3 separate regions of the Sus scrofa genome follow, and regions 1 and 2 are each linked to region 3. Evidence: chromatin contacts called from public HiChIP or PLAC-seq data. All regions are on one chromosome and are shown on one strand. Each heading gives the region's core, a stretch centred on a gene start, on an enhancer-like site or on the middle of the called end of the contact. The rest is flanking DNA. Distances are from core to core; before and after follow the strand shown. Region 1 holds the start of PSMA3 (proteasome subunit alpha type-3). Region 2 holds the start of ACTR10 (actin-related protein 10). Region 3 holds the start of TIMM9 (mitochondrial import inner membrane translocase subunit Tim9).

What was found. HiChIP or PLAC-seq counts read pairs in DNA pulled down with a chosen protein or histone mark.
Region 1: an H3K27ac HiChIP or PLAC-seq map of alveolar macrophages shows a contact between it and region 3. The contact joins the promoter of PSMA3 here to the promoter of TIMM9 in region 3. A contact is called at or near these places in 1 of 5 promoter capture datasets (liver), 1 of 47 Hi-C or Micro-C datasets (liver) and 1 of 2 datasets of contacts at active chromatin or transcription factors (alveolar macrophages).
Region 2: a contact with region 3 is called in an H3K27ac HiChIP or PLAC-seq map of alveolar macrophages. The contact joins the promoter of ACTR10 here to the promoter of TIMM9 in region 3. A contact is called at or near these places in 1 of 5 promoter capture datasets (liver), 1 of 47 Hi-C or Micro-C datasets (liver) and 1 of 2 datasets of contacts at active chromatin or transcription factors (alveolar macrophages).

What each region holds. Positions count from the first base shown.
Region 1 is chr1:187,340,951-187,344,295 of Sscrofa11.1, reverse strand. PSMA3 (proteasome subunit alpha type-3) reads right to left here and starts at 2,065. Exons shown (of 11, transcript XM_001927990.5): 1 at 682-2,065. The coding sequence starts at 702.
Region 2 is chr1:187,305,575-187,308,876 of Sscrofa11.1, reverse strand. It overlaps ACTR10 (actin-related protein 10), which reads right to left and starts at 1,394. Exons shown (of 13, transcript XM_003353492.4): 1 at 1,023-1,394. The coding sequence starts at 1,099.
Region 3 is chr1:187,502,587-187,505,769 of Sscrofa11.1, reverse strand. It overlaps TIMM9 (mitochondrial import inner membrane translocase subunit Tim9), which reads left to right and starts at 1,318. Exons shown (of 6, transcript XR_002347100.1): 1 at 1,318-1,332; 2 at 1,548-1,735. KIAA0586 (protein TALPID3) reads right to left here and starts at 1,076. Exons shown (of 33, transcript XM_021102647.1): 1 at 980-1,076; 2 at 221-510. The coding sequence starts at 419.

The sequences.
Region 1 (3,345 bases), core at 816-3,315, 160 kb after region 3:
AGTCTGTCTATTGAGTCAGAAGCGGTTAAGTCAGCAGCTAATCATTTAAACACTAACGGCACTGATACCTCAAAGTGCTGGTAAGTAATTTGTACACCAAAAGCTAGGACTACAAAGAAAAAAATGGAAAGGATTCTTCAGATTGCGCTTCCTTACTAATTCTGACAAGTTTCCAAGGACTCACACAGAGCGGTGCAACAGCACACTCGAAAGGAAGTCGTAGAGAATCTCCGTGAGTCAGCAGCATCCTAGGAACTGCAACGGCGGTCCCTGGAAAGCTGTAGCTCAGACCCTGGAATCCCAAGCCACCTTGCCCTACTGGTTCTCAAGAGGCTAAGAGTCGCCCAAATCCTTCACAATTTCAGGCCCCACGAGGTTCCACTTTCGGTTTCCCTAAGCGGCTAAGGAAAGTGACTCAGCAAAAGGGGGCTCCAAATCTCACTGCTGCGCCGCCAAGCCCGCTACACCTGAGCTGTGAAGCGTCAGGTCCGAGTCACCGCAGACACGAACTCAGCAATCAGCGAAGGAAAGACCTCAGGGCCCCGCACAACTGGAAGCGGCCCACTTGCCCCAAGGCAGTACCAGCGCACCCTAAGTTGGCGCAGCCCAGGCAGTGTGTCCACGTTCCCTTCTACGCTGATCCTTAGGCTAGACTATCACGCCGAGAAACAACGAACTTACCCCGGTGCCGATTGAGCTCATCGTGCTAAAACCACCAGGCCGCCTAAGGCTTCAGGCCCAAAGCGAACCCCTCACACCTCAGTACGCAGACTAGTAACAGGCTCTCTCATTGGCTGTTCTTCCAACCAATAGTTTTCCTCTCTGTGGCTTGTTCCTGGATCCTTACCCACAGAACAGAGAATTGTGGGGAAAGGGGGTGGGGAATGCGCGTAGCGGGCAACGCGCCTGTGCAGAAGCAGCGGAGGTCGGGTTAAGCAGGACTGATTCCTTCCTCTTCGGTTTCTCTCCGGAGGGTTGTCGGGGGACTTTGAGTCTTCCAATTGCTTGAAAAGCTGCTCCAGTCTGTTTCCTAGGAGTTATCTCTTCTCCTTCGCTTTTTCTTCCCTATTCTTTCTTAAAGCAAAGTGGAGAGATGTTCTTATACTCTTCCAAAGGCCAAAGGAAATGGTAGAGGAGGCGTCTCCACGCTTGACGTCCTGATTGTAACCCAGTTATCTTGATGGCGTCCCCTTTATCCACCCCTCCTCACAAGCAGGAAGGAAGATGGACTCTAAGGGTATCAGCTTTGAGCTCAGATCGGAGTTTTACAGAAGAATTAGTACTTTTTCATATAACTACTTAATAGAATTAAGAATAAGACTGAAGATTATTTTAACTCAGTATTCAGTTAAACACTGCTGATAAGACTTAAGAATTTGTACATAAACTATAATAAAAAATTCTTTAAACGGTAAAGAAGACATGACCTCCCCTCTTAATGAGTTTACATTTAGTGGGAGGAAATAGACAACAAAGAGTAAATAGGCAAAATAGTTGCACCACGTGGTAAAAAAGAGACAATGGAAGTTTGAACTTTAGACCTATTTATTAGGGAATTACTTTGTAAAAGGGGGATATTTAAACTGAAACTTGGGATTGTTATGGGAGTATAATTCCAGTTCCAAGGCTGTCGGAACTGTCGGGTCAGTATGGCCTGTCATAGTGATTAAGTGGTGAGAGTGACAGGAAGTGAAATCAGAGAGGTGGACACGGGGTCAGATCTTGTAGTGGTTTGGATTTTAATCTCCGATTTTAAATGGAAAACCATCAGCATTTTTAACTGCTAAATACTTCTGTGTGTATTTCCCCAAAAAAGAACATTATTTTACATGCCCACAGTACAACTATGAAAATCAGAAAATGTATAATGCTTTTTTCTAATCTACAGGCTTTATTTAGATTTTGGCAAATCTCTCAATAATGCTCTTCATAGCAAAAGAAAATACAAGATAACACACTGCATGCAGTTGTCATGTCTCTAGTCTCCTTTAATCTGGAAAATAATTTAATGTTTCTTTATGTTTCATGGCATTAACACTTTTGAAAAATACAAGCCATTTCCTTTGCAGGGTATTCCAAAGTTCAGGTTTGTATGACTTTTTTTGCATGATTAGATTCAGGTGATGCATTTTTGTCAGGAATACCACAGAAGTAACCTTGTATTTCTATTAGGAGGCACATGCTGTCATTTGTGTCCTTATTGATGATGTTAACTTTGATCACTTAAGATTTCTCCACTATAGTTTCTATCTTGCTCTTTGTAGTTAATGAATACCTTGTGAAGAAATACCTTGAGGCTATGTAAATATCCTGCTACTCCTCAATCTTACACCCGCTAGTTATAGTATCCTGTGATTCTTATTTGAATCAATTATTATGATAATGGTTGCCAAATGGTGATTTTCTAATTCCATCATTCCTTCCACAGTTACTGGCTTTCTTCTGTAAGGTTATCAGTAGGTTTTTAAGCAGACTGATAGATCTAATTTAGTTATTAAATGATCTCTCTTGCCTCTGTGTGAGGAGTGATGAATACAAGGAAGGATAGAAGCACAGAGAATAGTTGGAAAGCTATTGCAGTCCTGTGGTCAAGCCATAATGGAGAGTGTGTAGAGTGGTGGCAGTGGAGGTGGAAATATGTGGATGGATTTTAGATATGTAGGGCTTGCTGAAAAATTGGATTAGAAAGTAAAGGAGAAAGAGGAAATTCAATTGCTTCTTCCTGCTAATTAAGCACCATAATTAAAGTTAGTTCTTATTCTTAAACAAATAGATAGAAGAAAGGATTTGGATATTCTTGGAAGACTAGCGTTTAATTTGCCTAATCCTCACTGAAATATTCTGGTTGCAATTTTTCATGCGAGATCCTGAGTTAGACCATTGTGGGCCAAGAAAGTGCGGAGGGAAGTTAAAAAGAGTTCACCCTGAAAGTAGATTATAAGCAGTCCAAACTTGTTTAGGGAGCCAGTTAAACTTTTAACAGGATTTGAGTGCCTAATGGTCTTTGTCTATTCACTAATAATTAAGAATTTGAAGCTCTTTCTGAACTTGTTAGTTTAACTGCTTACTTGGGGGCTGGATTGTTGATTTATCTTGTAACTCAGAAGAATGCATTGAATTGTGTGGCCTGAGGATCTTGACTAGTGCCTGATTCATTAGCGGATTTAAAAAGTATGAGTATGAATGCATTTATTTTAATTACTTTACTTTTGGAAATAGTGCATATAAAATTGCTGTGTAATTTACACATATCATTCTTAAAAGGTGATAAAACTTTTGAGATTATCATAGTCTGTTTTATACTTCCACTTATTAGAATACATAACAGTGCTTTTACACATGGTA
Region 2 (3,302 bases), core at 145-2,644, 200 kb after region 3:
AAGATGCTAGTCAGATTCGTTTCTGCTGAGCCATGATGGGAACTCCCCAATTCTTAAATAGGCTCTTTTGATGCCTTATTCAACAAATAGTTATGTAACTACATACTATATATTAGGCACTATTTAGAGATATATAAAAAATTTTCTCAGATGATTCCACTTCAGATATATCTAAGATGGAATTCTGGCTGTCACTTGCCTGTATCTTGAACCTAGTACAAGGGCTTTCAACCTGGTGTCCAAGAACCACTGTGAAGGTCCATCAATCTCTGAAGTTTCATGCAAATCATTTAAGATTTTTGTATTTGTGGTTTTGCCTAGTCAAAGGGATCTATGCCACCCTTACAGTTGAGACCATTACTCCACTGTTTACAAGTTGTCTCTTAAAACATGTTAAATTTACTAATCTAAGAGTTGAGCGGTAGAGAGAGCCATAAAGGCTCTCCAGAGTCTTATCTATACAGTTTCACTTCATTATATCTTGAGCCACTCTAATTTGACTTCCTATTCTTCAGAAGCAACAGCCCTGTCTTAAACATATTTGAATTTCCAGCATGAACAAAAGCTCGGAACAGCCCTGTCTTAAACATATTTGAATTTCCAGCATGAACAAAAGCTCGGCTCAATACGTGTTTAATAATGGAGATCGTCATCAGGCATTACAGTTCGGCTGCCACCTTCCTAGGCATATAAGCCCAGGGTAAGCCGGGTCTAGGTCATCGCTGTCATCCCCTGCATAAATGACCCCAAAGGGTCTGTTCAGTTTGGGGTGACGACCTAGGGCGGCGAAGGCAATTCTCCCGAAGCCTCCAGGGCCTCTAGGAGTCAGAACCTGACCATCCCACAGGATCCTAGGGATTCGCACCGCCCACAGTGAGAGTAAAAAGGGGCGTCATTTGCGGAGGTCCTGGGGGAAGAAGTGTCGACCTAGCAAGCCGCCTCTCGAGTACCCGGGCTGGGCCTGGGGTTCGGCTACCCGCCCTCCCCTCAGGACGACCGCAGCCGGCGCCACAGCCACTCACTTGGTAAAAGCCTCTCCCAGGTCTATCACGACCGCCGTTTTCTCCCCGCCGCTCCCCAGGCCCTCGTAGAGCGGCATGGTTGTAAACAAGCTGGTGCAAAGAGGACGCGGACTCGGCGGCCGCCGGGCCTCGGCTCTTGGGGGGCGGGGCGGAGCGACGGTGCACGGGCGGTGGCGGCGACGGCGGGGGCCTCGCGTGGCCGCGGCGCGCCGGGCTGGGATGCCCCAGGCTGTGCCTCACTCCGCGTCGGTCCTCAACACTCTCAGGCGCCCCCGTTTTCGGACTAGGGAGGAAGGCGAGCGGGCGGCCGCTAATCCGGAGGTGGGGGATGCAGAGGACCAAGGCGATCAGGCGCGTCGGGCGCCCCGGGATGGGGCGGAGCCAACTCCGGGTCCTTCCCTCCGGACACGCCCTCAAGTAGCGCCGGGATCGAGGTCTTTCCCATCGTTCTTGTGGACCTTTTCTAGACCTTTTAGTGCCGCAGCAGCTGAGAGACGATACAACCCAAAAGCTTCGTTTCGTGCAGTCTTGGAGTAAAGGCCAAGTGTTCTGCCTATCATTTATTCTTCGCAAGGAATGCCAAGAATAGGTGTTACTTTTTTACCTGTTCGAACCGTAGGAATGTTCCCATAGCAAAGCCAAGGTTGGACCCCTAGTCTTTCTGATTTCAAAAACTATACTGCTGATGCCTTAAGGAATAACACACACAGAATTTTATTTGGTAGTCATTTTGCTGAAAATTAATTTTAATGTGAAAGAAAGCAGTTCAAGTAGCATCTACAAATCTGTGGAGGAACAATCAAGGTGGTTTAATGGAAGGAACAATGAACCAAGGGTTCTTTTTTTTACACTAAACCTAGTAGCTGTGTAACCCGAGAAAAGTTAGTAAACTGTCTTTCTGTGCCAGTCTGAACAACAAAATAAGAGTTCCCTGATAGGATTGTTTACATCCTGTCATTTCACAGCTCTATTTTTTTTTTTTTCTTTCTCTCTCTCTTTGTCGATCTCTCTTTCTCTTTCTTTCTTTCTTTTTAGGGCTGCACCCGCAGCAATGAAGTTCCCAGGCTAGGGGTCTAATTGGATTTGTAATTACCTGCCTTCACCACAACTCACCTGCAGCCGGATCCTTAACCCACTGAGCAAGGCCAGGGATCTAGCCTGCCTCCTCATGGATACTAGTCACATGGAGGTTCTCAGGCTAGGGGTCAATTGGAGCTGTAGCTGCTGACCTGTGTAGCTCCAGATCCAAGCCATGTCTGCTGAGCTACTACAGAAATTCCACAGCTCTATTTTTTTCTTTCTTTTCTTCCTCTTTCTCTTTCGTCTTTTTAGGGCCAAACCCTCAGCACATGGAAGTTCCCGTGCTATGGCTGAAATTGGAGCTGCAGCTGCCACTCTACACCAACCACAGCAATTCCGGATCCCAGCCACTAATTCAACCTACGTGGGAGCTCACAGCAATGCCAGATCCTTAACCCACTGAGTGAGGCCAGGGATCAAACCTAGTCCTCATGAATACTAGTCAGGTTCTTACTGCTGATCCACAAAGGGGAACACAGAGACTATAATGCTTTGACTCATCCTTTTTCTTTTCTTTCTTTCTTTCTTTCTTTCTTTTTCTTTCTTTTTCTTTCTTTTTGTTGTTGTTGTTGTTGTTGCTATTTTAGGGCCACACTGGCAGCATATGGAGGTTCTCAGGCTAGGGGTCAATTGGAGCTGTAGCTGCTGACCTATGTAGCTCCAGATCCAAGCCATGTCTGCAACCTACACCACAATTCACGGCAACACTGGATCCTTAACCCACTGAGTGAGGCCAGGGATCAAACCTGCATCCTCATGGATCATAGTCAAATTTTTTTCCGCTGAGCCACAGCGGGAACTCCTGTATCATCCATTTTCTTATCTATAAACTGTCCTGCTCCTTCTCAGAGTGTTTGTGAGGATCGGTTGACAGGTTACTTTGAAACTATAAAGTATTATTATTATCCATCCTGTTTTCCCTGACTACTTACCAGCTGTATTCGTTTCCTAGGGATGCCGTAAGAAAGTACCACAAACGGAGTGCCTTACAGAAATAGAAATGTATCCACTCATAGTTGTGGAGGCTAGGAGTTTTGAGATTAAGGTGTCAGCAAGGTGGTGCTCTCTCTGAAGTCTCTAGAAGAATATACCTCTTGCCTCTTTCTAGCTTCTGGTAGTTGCTGGCAGGGCTTGGTTTTCCTTGACTTATAGGTGCATCAGGTCTTTTTCTCTGTCATCACTTGGTCTTCTTCAGACGTC
Region 3 (3,183 bases), core at 69-2,568:
TTATTCATCCCGTCTATTCAATATTATTCTAGGTAGACTGTCTGTGCCTGTCATTTTCCCAGGGAAAGGGGTCACTTTTCAAACCACTGTACAAACTAGACCGATCTTATGTTTAAGAATTTAAACATTAAAAACCCTCTGAATTTTGAAATACAAAACAACGAAATGAAAATAAAGACTAAAGAGATACAAAAGTTGAAAACTATTTAGAATCACATACCAGGTAAGGTTCCATTCGAGCTCTTCCCTGTTCTAACAGGAAGACATTTATTTGCAGATAATACTGGAGGAACACAGGACAACTTATCTTTCAGCAAAGCCAAATTATCTCCTTGACTTGAAGAAACTACCTCACGAAGTCTCCTCGCTGGTATTTTCACCTTTTTTTTCTTTTCCAGGCTAAACTCAGAGCCTTTCATGTTACTTGTTACAAAACTAGTTTCACAGTTCCGAACAGATTTTCTTCTGGGTCCATAAAACTTCAGAACAAACTTTTCACTGCTTTCAGGGCTTGGGGGTCAAGGGTAGGGGAGAAGAAATGAGGGAGAGAATAGGATGAAAAATGTGAATTTCAAGGGATTTTGAAACATGCAATCATCAACTTTTAAACAAAACAATGTCTAAACAGACAATCTACAAAGCTAGAAATTTCAATTTGGTATTTAATCCTGGATTAGAGATGACTAGAACATATTTACCCATTAATCGCACTCAGTCTATCAATGCACCATGCCAAATGAATCTAAGTGAGGATGACAAGAGAATGGCCGCATAAGCAATAAGAACAACACAGACCACTCCCAAAGGTGCAAACCGAGAGACGTGTAGGCGGAGTTAAAATGTGATAAGTGGGAGTCAAGCAGGTAAAACTGAAATGCTATTTTTTCCAAAATAACCCACATAAGAAGCTTAATAGCTTTCTTCAGCAAAAGAGTCTTACACACCCCTCCAGAAGCAACCAACAGACACCTAAATTCACCCCTCTGCGTCTCCCGAACGCTCAGCAACTGCGGGGCCACAGGTCCATTCTGACGAGAGCTGCAGTTGCCCGCGGGTCAACACCCACCTCCCTTTAAACCCGCCCTTGAGACACAACACGCCTGCGCGCCTTTAAAAAAACCGTCCAAAACATCCAACCAAAAGGCTAAACGCGCTCCGGTGCTCATCCGTCCCTCTCCGGGTGGAAACAAACTCCCAACATAAAAGGCTTAAAGCGGGTATGAATTTGTTTTGTTTTATTAAAAGCAGCACACCGCCCCACAAGACTTAAACACTGAATAACACCCAAGAGAAAGAGTCATCCGAAACCCGCAGAGCTCCGGACCTAGCTAAGTAATATCACTCTCGTTTATTAGGGACAGTTTACAGTGTAGCTCCAGGAGACCGTTAGAGAGCGGGATTAAGTAAATTAGTTTTATAAAGAACTTCGACAGATTCGTGTTAATATTGGCGAGAAAGTCAGAAATTGAGAATTTGTCTAAGCAATCAAAAAAATCAATTCTCAGGAGATTTTAAAATTCACTTATGATATCGGCTTTTCCCTCTAGCGTTTCCGGCATTATAACGAATCAGCGACGAAAGGTATAAGAGTTATTTGACATCGCCATTCCCACGTGTTCTCTTTCATCCAGCGGCTGCGGCGCCCGCCCTGACCCCGACCCTCCGCCCCCAGACTCGACTGGCAGCGCAACCCCCCAGCCTCGTTCTGGTGTCGTGTGCGAGAGCCTGTGCTCAAGTATGGTCTCTTTTCTCTGCCCACAGAGTCCCGGGTTCCCAGGCGGGGGGGCGGCAGGCTATGCTCCGGAAAGGCGACAGGGTCTCTGAAGGAGGCCGCCGCGTGTACTTGGGACCTTGGGGGAGGGGGGGTGCTGCTGAGCCTGGCAGTGCATCTCCTGAGCGGGTGTGGGACCTGCCTCCAAATCCAGCGTCACTGGGGCTAGGGTCGGAATTCAAGGCCCTGAGCCACCTTCAACCCGAGTTTGGGGAGTCGGGTGGTCTTGTCTTGGGATAGTGAATTAGTCTGTAAGCCGTGACCTTGAGCCGAAAAAAAAATTCTCTCTAGACAGAATACCAGGGCCAACACACCTCATCTCATCTGCTAATTTTTGAGGATGCATTACTTAAACGTTTCCTTTTATGCATTACTAAAGGCTTTTTAAAAGACTAATCAAAAAATGTAATCTGATGAAAAGTTAAGTAACAAATTTTATTCTTAGATCTCAGCTGCCTACTTTGAAAAAAGTAGTCTTAGAATTAAAAGGGACCTTAAGGGCTCAGCCTTGGAGAACCCTTTAAATCTTAATGAGTTTCTGTAATTAATTTCAGTTACATTTCCTTCATTATCAGGCTTTCAGGTGGTACCTATTTGTTCACAGCTTGTTTTATAATTTACATGTATTAAAAGGAAAATGATAGTGTCAGTTGTAAGAGACTTTGGAGATGATTTATCTCCCTTATTCTCTAGATGAAACTTGGGTGTGAAATAAAGTTATCTTTCCCTTCTCTAAAGTGTGCTCATAGGTGTAGAAACTCATTAAGATGACTTGAATAAATGAGTTGATCTGGATCTTAAAACCTCTTAATATAAGAGCAGGGGTTTAAACCCAAGTAGTCTTGCCCCCATCTAGTCCAGTGCTCATAGGCTCATCCTTTAGGCCTTGAGGATCTAGTCCAGTGCCCATAGTCCCATCCTTTGTCCTTGAAGCCATTCTTTAAACCAGAGGGTAGTATGTGGTAATCCTTCAAAAATTTTTTTTGCTCTGATTAATAGTAAGATGAATTAGGGTTGCCAGTTAAATCATGCACAATTTCCTAAACCTGCTGCAAATAACCTAAAGTAAAAGGACATGCACTGCTGTGTCATGAGTCACTTCTGTGGCACAGGTTTGATCCCTGGCCCAGGAATTTCCACATGCCGCTCATGTGGCCAAAAACAAATACATAAATAATTAAAAAGTAAAGGGACATGCGATGTTCTACATCAATCTGACAAATTAGTTCAGATCAGTTTAGACATCTGACCTAACAAAGAACAAATAGCCCTAGAACAAAAAACATGGTTCACAAGATTGTTTCATCTCTCTTTTGTTAACATTTTTACTTGTTTGCTTTCTCTTTCCCACTCTCATGTCTCTATATATACATAAATAGACAAACAGTTGGAGGTTTTTTTGCTGAACCATT